Regions from separate parts of the Triticum aestivum genome. Here region 1 is linked to region 2. A link is a contact called in public Hi-C data. All regions are on one chromosome and are shown on one strand. The core of a region is the stretch at or near the end of the contact, and the rest is flanking DNA. Distances in the headings are between cores, read along the strand shown. Region 1 holds the start of LOC123053961 (cytokinin dehydrogenase 8). Region 2 holds the start of LOC123049647 (UDP-glycosyltransferase 73C6).

Region 1 (4,734 bases), core at 672-3,171, 270 kb after region 2:
ATATACTTTTGCCAGAGGAGGAAGGATAGATGTGCGTACTTGTCAGTGAGGAGAGGGTAGACAAGGATGGCCCCCTGGAAGTCTCCTGCCAAAACGGTGTCCATGAGCAGGTCCTTGAGCTGAGCGATGCCATGCTTGGGCACGAACATGTTGAGCCAGGGGTGAGGCACGTCCCAGAGCCCCTGCCTCCTCAGGCTCTCCTCCTCCATCCTCACCCTGTTCAGGAAGTCGAAGTAGGACACCTCCACACTGTACATGTGGGACCTCATGTGGCTCATCCTCCCTGCCACCAGCTCCACAACCTGCACAGTTTTTTTAAAGACCACAAGAAGACTAGCTCGTTAGCACTCAGCGGTCCTTTTCTGTTGCTGTTCAAGATGTGAACTTGCGTTTTGTATTTAAATTGAAAACTGGAAATTCTGTGTGAATTCAGGAGACTGACATGGTCGACACTGGAGCTGGAGCCGTCCGGCTGGAGGTCATGCACTGCAAACTCTATGCAGTAGTAGACCTTCTTCCTGCCCTCGGAGCCGAAGTCTGGGCTGAAATCGATGCGGGCGGGGAAGGCAATGGATGAGCTGCGGATGGAGTGCTCATCCAGAACCATGAACCCCTCCACGTAGTCCACCTGCTCCGGCATTGAGATCAGAAGCTCTTGGTCCTTGGTGAATGTTTCGAAGCTGTCGTAGAAGGCCCTCACCCATCTCACCTGATCATCAGGATGGTAAAAACAGTAACCAACTGTCAAATAAAGCTTAGGAGTAACGAAAGATGATTGGTAGTACAGTAGAAAAGAGGGTATGAGGCATGCATGTACCTTTGGAGGGGCTTCTTGGAGTAGAATCCGTGCCCTGGTGATGATGCCGAACTGGCCAAGCCCACCAAGAACTGCGAAGAAGAGATCCGGGCTCTTGGTGCGTGAGCATGTCACGACCTCCCCATTCCCTGCGGCCAACATACCAAGAACGTGAAAAAGAGGCGTAAATCACTGCAGAATTTACAGGTTCAGCGCTTTGTTCTTTCCTTTGAAAATTGAAATGAAACGGAGAAAGGGTTTATGAGAAGAAAAAATTGACAGTAGGCTGCATGTGCGCGGTGGGCGGCGAGTGCTGCATACCTGTGACGACTTGGAGCTGCAGGACGTTGCTGATCTGCGGGCCATGCTTGAACGCCTGGCCGCTGATGCCGGCATTGGACAGCGTCCCGCCCACGGTGAGGTACAAGTAGTCCGTCCAGGACAGCGGCGCCAGGCCGGCCTTCAGGCACTCCTCCAGCACCTCCACCCACAGGGCGCCGGCGCCCACGTCCGCGTACGCGTGCTCTGTTGCCTCGCCGCTGACTCTGCCCGCCCGCGCAGCCACCACCACCACGGTGCGTGGCAGGGAACGCGTCTCCACCACAATGCCGTCGCGCGCCTGCGCCTGGCCCTGGAGCGAGTGCCCCACGCCGCGCGCGGCCACGGTCGCTCTCGGGCGCGGCGGCGCGGACGACAGCGCGCCCAGGAGGAGCGCGATGTCGGCGGAGGACCCCGGCCGGAGGATCGCGAAGGGCGCGTCGGAGACGACGGCGCCGAAGTCGCGGGCCGAGGACGGGGTCGGCTCGAGGAGCGCCACGGGGCCGAACACGTCCGTGGGGCTCTGGATGAAGGTCGCCGCGGAGCACAGGAGCAGGGCAAGGGCGGCGGCGTACATGTACAGCACCCTGAGGTCCATGGTTTCTCGCGCTTGGACAAGTTACAGGACCTAATGGTGCTCCTTGCTTGCCGGACGAGGCCGATGGAAGTAGCAGGCAGGTAGCTGAAGGCGTGGTCGCTCGCGCGAGCTGTTTGGTGATTGCTGCCCCGGTCGGGACGTCTCTGTCTGGATGGATCCTTGGGTTCCCACAAGAACTGTGGATCGATGGGAGGGAAGAGGGACGGGAGGGAGGAGGAGCGAGGCGCGACAGCTCGCGGATATATACAAGCGGAGAGGAGAGGAATGGGTCTCTGTCGTCGGTCGTAAGCGGTGCCGTGACGCGGTCGGGCCCTCAGAGAGAATCTAATGGAAACCCGGAGTTCGGTACGGCGGATCCACGAGGGCCCGGACCTGCCTCCCGCCTCCGTTCGCTCCACACTTCCATTGATCGATCGCATTTCTCCCGAGAGGATCAACTGCTAAACCTTGGGCAAGAAAGCAACTTACATCGTGAAGAAGTTTAAGAAGAGATCCACTTAAAAAAACCTAATAGTGCTATTAGATACTGCCTTCGATCCATAGCAAGTGTTGCAGTTTTGAACAACGAAATATGTATTTGGCAACCCCGTGCCCAGTTCCTTTCCGATCTCCTTCCTTTCCCGCACGTCCTCCTGATTTCTTTCCTTTCCCGCACGCCTCCGATCTCCTTCCTTTCCCGCACGTCCTTCCCGACCGACCTCCCCCGATTTTTTTCCTTTCCCGCACGCCTTCCCGATTTTCAGGCAAAAATAATGATTCGACTAGGATTTGATCTCTGGTTTGCAAGTAATCAACAAAGGGAGCTAACCACCTCACCTATGACACTCATTGTTGAATAAGCTAAGGGAAATGCTATTTTTGACATGTTTTTGCCTTTAATATGTTAGCACTGAAAAACTTTTTGTTTCACCTATCAAACCTGGCACATAAACTTTTCCCGTGGTAAATTCTCCATCACCACCACGATAAATGATGCACCACCAACATGATAACTTTTGTATACCACGCGGTACATTACGTGTAAGTAGCATGGTCATAAGCACTGAAGGCGTGATAACTTTGGCGAAAGCATCGTGGTAACTTTGATCATTGGAATAAATTTGTTGAACATGCCCCCCGGTAATTTCTGTAAATAGCACGATAACATTCACGCCATAGACCTGATAATTTAGATACAAACCTCATGGTAACTTTAACCATTGGGGAAGACAAATGTGAAAAAATACCCAATAATTCATGTGTAAATAGGTGGTAATATACGCAACGCATATCTGATAACTGAGGTAGAAACACCATGGTAACTTTGACCGTAGGGAATTTTTTTTTTGAAAAGATACTCCGGTATCTTCTTTGTAAATAGCACGGTAGTATACCTCCCTCCCCTAGCATTTTTATGTGTAAATAGCATGAAAACATATGCGCTGCGATAACTAAACACCATGATAAGTTTTTGACCGGGGGGGAGGGGAATTTGCTGAAACATACCCCTGATAAGTTTTGTGTAAATAGCATGATATTTTAAGCACTACGGGTTTGATAGGTTACCTAGAATCACCATGATAACTTTTGTCCTGGGAAAAAGTTGTTCAAAACATCCCCAATAATTTTTGTGTAAATAACATGATAATATAAGCACCGCATAACCGATAACTTGCAATATAAACATGATGGTAATTTTTTTACCAAAGGAAAATAAGTTGTTTAAAACATACACTCGCCTCGCGCGTGGGCCTCTTGGATAAACACAACACATGGCGTGCCAAAGGAAAGTCACATAATGTTTAGTGTCATGAGGGGAACACGTGCTATAGGCGTGATAAGTTACGCAAAAACATCGTGGTAATTTTTGACCTATGGAAAAAGCTACCGAAACACACCCAGGTTTTTAGGTGCAAGTACCATGATAATATACGAACTGTAGACCCGGTAACTCATGTACAATCCCCCATGGTAACTTTGACCGGGGGGAGGTTGATGTACATATACCCAGATAACTTATGTGTAAGTACCACGGTATTTTACACATCGAAGACCTTATAACTTGTATACAAAACACAGTGGTAACTTTGAAGGGGTGTAGTTGTTGAAGCATAGTACCTGGTACATTCTATGTAAATAGCACGGTAAGTCACGCAACACAGGCCCGATAACTTGCCTACGAATACCATGGTAACTTTGTCCCGAGGAGAAATCATGTGGTATACGTGAAGAAGTGGCAGTTTTCTCGAGGGTGGGCGCGCGAGATGTGCGGGAGAAGCAGGTTTCTCGGGCGAGCCTGCAGGGTAGTTTGGGAGGAGGCGAGGTCAAAGGACAAGGGATCGTATGGTACTTTAAAATGAAAGAAGTAGAGGTGTAGGAGTTTTGCTTATATGGCACACGTGTGCCAAATATCACAGTCCTTTGAACAAACCCTAGTTTAAAACTGCGACACTTGTTTTGGATTGGATTGATATAGCATCAATTGAGGCTTGATTTGACTGAGATTTAGCGATCCTAATCTTTTTTATGGATATTGCTGTAGCACTGCCAGATTGTAGAAAAAGAAGCGTACGTGCGTTGTTCGACCCATCTCTCAGAAAAAGGCCTCGTATATTTTATAGAACTGCAGAAACCCATGTACAGCAGTACGTATTCTAATCGACGGTTTATATTAAAGAAAAAACTCTGTACAGTATGTAGTGCCTGCCACGGCACGTAGCGGTCAGTCGCCTCCTCGACGGTGGCTACGAGAGCACCGATCCAACTCCGGTGGTCATTGTGGCTGACGCTTAGACGGCATTACTACTTGCCAGCGACCGTTTTGATTCGCACTGTGGAATGACGGGCCCGTCTTGGCTTCTCTGCCGCCATCCCCGCAGAAACTTCAACGAGCGCGGAAGCGGGCGGCAGGACAGGCGCGTGTCTGCAGCGGCGCTTCCCCGTTGCGGCCTGCCTGCCTGCCTGGCGCACACCCCGTGCGTCCGTGGCGTACTTGCTCGACACTGCTGGGCAGCGACACCCATGCACTACACGTTACGTGCAT
Region 2 (4,827 bases), core at 610-3,109:
ATGTATTTTTTTTGAATACCTAAGACCTCTTCCAATGCTTGTTTAGGATAGTCATAGTGGGGAGTAACTTAGACTAGTAACATGCATATGTTACTAGTCTATATTACTACCTCTATAATGGGTAGTGTCATAGATGTGGTAACATAAAGGGTTTCATTTGTTAATTTATAGACTCATTTTACATTGAGAATCGCTATGTGATGGTAACATATTATATTACTCTATTTGCATCTCTCCTCATTAATTGCCTGCCACATAAGCATGTTCGCGAGTCCTAAGTACATAATACTACTTATGTTACCCCCATTATGGCTAGCCTTACTCAGATGGGGTGCAAAGAGCATTAAAGAGTTTAGCACCTGAAGTTCACAATTGCATAGGTGCTTAGTTTGTTGTTGCTAAGCTTCCTAATTTAATTGTTTAACAACTAAAGTCTCTCATGCATAGGGCAGACTTCTTTCATTTAAATCTTTTGCATAGGTCCGCACACTTGGCGTTGGTTCTTTCTAGTGTCATCAAAATCTTCTCTCTCCTCTTAACTACCTTGCGACATCAGATTTTTTACCTATGTGGCATGCTAAGCACCAATACACCATGGAGCATGGGCCTAAGCATATACACTACTGTTTGTGGGTTTTAGACCATAGCAGATCGATTCGTCCACGCAAACCTAGATGGAAGCACACAAGCTAGATCGGAAGCACACAAGCAGGCAGCTTGATTGATGTGCTGGCTAGCACATGCACATCTCACCGTGTAGACGTACTCGAACCGGCTTGCTTCTGTTGAACAATGATCAGATCGATTCTCTCGGCGGCTTGCTCTTAATAGAACTCTCATAACTTGGCGACCACAAAACAGAACGGAGAAAAATTTGCTGGTGCGCTCAACTTGCATTTTTTGGTTCTTTTTTCATTGACTTGTACTCCATCTGTTTCTAAATATAAGCCTTTGTAGGGATTTAACTATGAACGACATATGAAACAAAATGAGTGAATTTACACTCTAAAATGCATCTATATACATCCTTATGTTATCCATAGTTAAATCTCTACAAAGATTTATATTTATAAAGGGAGGGAGTATATATAAGAGTACAATGATTGACTACCCGTGCCCTTTCGTAAAAAAAAAGACCGACTATCCATGCCAACGCGTCTCGGACTTCACTCCCAATACAACATGACCAGGTGTTCGGTTTAACACATACTCCCTCCGTTCCTAAACATTTGTCTTTCTAGAGATTTCAGCAAGTGACTACATACGGAGCAAAATGAGTGAATGTACACTCTAAAATATGTCTATATATAAATCCGTATGTGGTAGTCCATTTGAAATCTCTAGAAAGACAAATACTTAGGAACGAAGGGAGTACTTCCTCTGATCCTAAATATAAGACCTTTCAGAGATTCCACTATAAACTACATACGGATTATATAGACATACTTTAGAGTGTAGATTTACTCATTTTGCTCCGTGTGTAGTCTATAGTGAAATCCCTAAAAGGTCTTATATTTAGAAACAGAGGGAGTATATGGGATGAATATGAGGTGTGCCGGACAACTAAATAATTTGATGATGTGTTATATTAAAAGAAGATATTTAAAAGTTGATATATTGCATGCGTCTTCTAGACGCCATTGAAAGCTTCGGTGCAGTGTGAATTGACTATTATGTTTTTGCATCAAAAGCTTTAGTTGACAGTTCACCACACTCTAATTTTTTTTCGTCCTCTGTGTGCGCACTGCGCAGCAATGTGTCGACACGGCCTCGTACCATGCACGCACACCCGGTCGCAGCCCATAAACCTGCATATATAACAAGATCCTACCCAGCAGTTCGTCACACACAAACTAAGAGCCATATTTCCCATCTCATAATTTTCAGTCATACCCAACTTTGTCGAATTTGTGGACACCATAGTGCAGCACAGTAACAGGCAATGGAGACCGCCAGAAAGCCTCACTTTGTGCTCGTCCCATGGATAGGAAGCATCAGCCACATCGTCCCCATGACGGACATCGGCTGCCTTCTCGCCTCCCATGGAGCGTCGGTCGCCATCATCACGACGCCCGCCAACGCGTCGCTTGTCCAGAGCCGCGTCGACCGTGTCACCCTGGACGGCGCGGTGCTCGCGGTCACCACGATCCCCTTCCCGGCCGCCGAAGCCGGCCTGCCGGAGGGGTGCGAGAGGTTGGACCTGATCACGTCCCCCGCCATGGTGCCTGGCTTCTTCGAGGCCAACAAGAAGTTCGGCGAGGCGGTGGAGCAGTACTGCCTTCGGGACGCGCCACGCCGGCCGAGCTGCATCGTCTCCGGGATGTGCCACACGTGGACGCTGCCCATGACACGAAACCTCGGCGTGCCCTGCTACATCTTCCACGGCTTTGGTGCGTTCGCCTTGCTGTGCATCGAGCACCTCTACAGGCAAGGACGGCACGAGGCGATTGCGTCCGCGGACGAGCTCGTCGACATCTCGGTCCTGCAGCCGTTTGAGTGCAAGATCCTCGGCAGGCAGCTGCCGCCGCATTTCTTGCCATCCACGTCCATGGGGAGCGGGGTGATGCAGGAGGTCCGGGAGTTCGACATGGCCGTGGACGGCGTCGTGGTGAACAGCTTCGACGAGCTGGAGCACGGCTCCGCGGCGCTTCTCGCGGCAGCCGCAGGCAGGAAAGTTCTCGCCGTGGGGCCGGTCTCTCTGTGCTGCGCACCTAGTCTCGACCCGCAGAGCGATGACGCGCGGCGGTGCATGTCGTGGCTGGACGGCAAGAAGGCCAAGTCCGTGGTGTACGTGAGCTTCGGCAGCGCCGGGTGCATGCCGCCCGCGCAGCTCATGCAGCTCGGCATGGCCCTGGTCTCGTGCCGCTGGCCTGTCATGTGGGTTATCAGAGGCGCTGACTCGTTGCCCGACGACGTGAAGGTGTGGCTACGTGAGAACACCGCCGGCGACGGCGACCCGGACAGCAAGTGCCTGGTAGTGCGCGGGTGGGCGCCGCAGGTGGCCATCCTGGCGCACCCGGCGGTGGGCGGATTCATGACGCACTGTGGGTGGGGCTCGACTCTGGAGAGCGTCGCCGCCGGCGTGCCCATGGTCACCTGGCCTCTGTTCGCCGAGCAATTCGTCAACGAGAAGCTGATCGTGGACGTGCTTGGCATCGGGGTGTCCGTCGGCGTGACAAAGCCAACGGCGAACGTCCTGACCGCTGGCAAGCATGGCAGCGGAGAGGCGAAGGCGGAGGTGGGGGCGGAGCAAGTCAACAGCGCTCTGGAGAAGCTGATGGATGGAGGGGTTGCAGGGGAGGACATGTGGAGGAAGGCTCTGGCATGTAAAGCGAAAGCAAACGCTTCTCTGAAGGAAGGTGGGTCGTCGTACAACAATTTAGAGGAATTGATTCAGTCTGTGTCTGAAAATTCGACTGAGCAGTCTTAGCTAATGGGCGGAGTATTTTTTTGTATCGATTGTTCCTGCAGTATAATCCAAAATGCCAATAAAGAAGAACCAAAAATGCTAGACGTACAGGCGTTTACAGGGATTTTACATGCTCCTTCCAAACTTCCTAACGAACGACTGAAGTTTCTAACCCTACTTTCACCTCCTGACATGCTACCAAACCCACGGCAGTTGGTATTCAGTATTTAACGGAAATCCCTCCTTCGCCCAGAGCGAACGGTACCTGAACAAATGTCTGAAGTCCGAGCAAATCACCCGTGAAATGTAATAGCAAGCGAGGAAAATACCGGATATCGAAATGTGTATGTGGGCCAGTCATTTTACGAGAAGTACCACATTTATATTAATTACATCAGTATATTACAGCAAATGTAGCATCTCTGTTGAGAAATCTAAAGAGATAGCACACCAAGAGAGAAAGTACACGAAACAATCCCAACAAAGAAAATATGCAGAAAAATCCTTCCTCAATCCTGCAACCATCAACACATTGATCAAAAACTTCGACCACCGCCATCGCCAGAGCGTCCGCTGGAAATGAGAAGAAACGGTCTCCACTAAGCCAAAATCCAAGGGAAGGCCATAGCAGCAAAGTTGCATTGTGAGACTCTGAACAGGTGCCACCGCGAACGGCGCCGCACTTGTCGTTGTGGGTTGTCGACCGAAACAAATCTCCTCCCTTCTTGGATCGCGACCCTAAAGGTCTCGAACGGCGATGCCGTTAAGAGACTTCAGAATAGTCAACCATCTTCTGCCGCCCAAGAAACTCTTGGTGCACCATCGCTAGAATGTGACCGACATTACAGTCAGGAACCAAGCCAAGTTTCATGCATAGAGGGGGCGAGTTTGCTCATGGAGGCGGCAAAGCTCTCATGGCATGAGAAACTCTGGCTACAACAGCCACTATCAGCGAAGAAGAAGGACTTTGTTGAGGGGGGAGGGGGTCTAGCCCGCCTCCCTACCCTTAAATTCATGGGTGGTTTCTGTAGTGTGTCCTCCATGGCTCTAGTTGGGCAAGTCATACAGGGAGTACCATCATAAACCATCATGTTATTCTCTACAACATATCTTTGGTGTTCTGCTTATCCATGATTAACAACCAAGCAAAAACTTTAATGTTGAGAATGCAACCACTCTTCTAGAAGCAATTACGCGAGGGATTGGAAACAATAGATTGTTGTATCAACATATAATAGCTCTTGGCTCTGTAAACACCATCACCTTGCTTCCAATGACATTCATCAGTCTAATAATGCAAACTATGATCCACTACTAGATTTTATAGAGAACAGAATTCGGCAAAAGGGTGTTTAGATAGAGGCAAATGAAACAAAATGGTTTTGTCAATAGGACAGAATCCCCTTGGTGAACTTCCC

Evidence for each region. A called contact is a pair of places that touch in the nucleus more often than the background predicts.
Region 1: a contact with region 2 is called in a Hi-C map of leaf, with 4 times the contacts expected there. The contact joins the promoter of LOC123053961 here to the promoter of LOC123049647 in region 2. A contact is called at or near these places in 5 of 5 Hi-C or Micro-C datasets (leaf, root and an unstated tissue).

Annotation. Positions count from the first base shown.
Region 1 is chr2D:480,342,545-480,347,278 of IWGSC CS RefSeq v2.1, forward strand. It overlaps LOC123053961 (cytokinin dehydrogenase 8), which reads right to left and starts at 1,922. Exons shown (of 5, transcript XM_044477587.1): 1 at 1,118-1,922; 2 at 818-945; 3 at 443-709; 4 at 40-302. The coding sequence starts at 1,712.
Region 2 is chr2D:480,073,052-480,077,878 of IWGSC CS RefSeq v2.1, forward strand. It overlaps LOC123049647 (UDP-glycosyltransferase 73C6), which reads left to right and starts at 1,860. Exons shown (of 1, transcript XM_044472545.1): 1 at 1,860-3,513. The coding sequence starts at 1,943. The coding sequence ends at 3,430.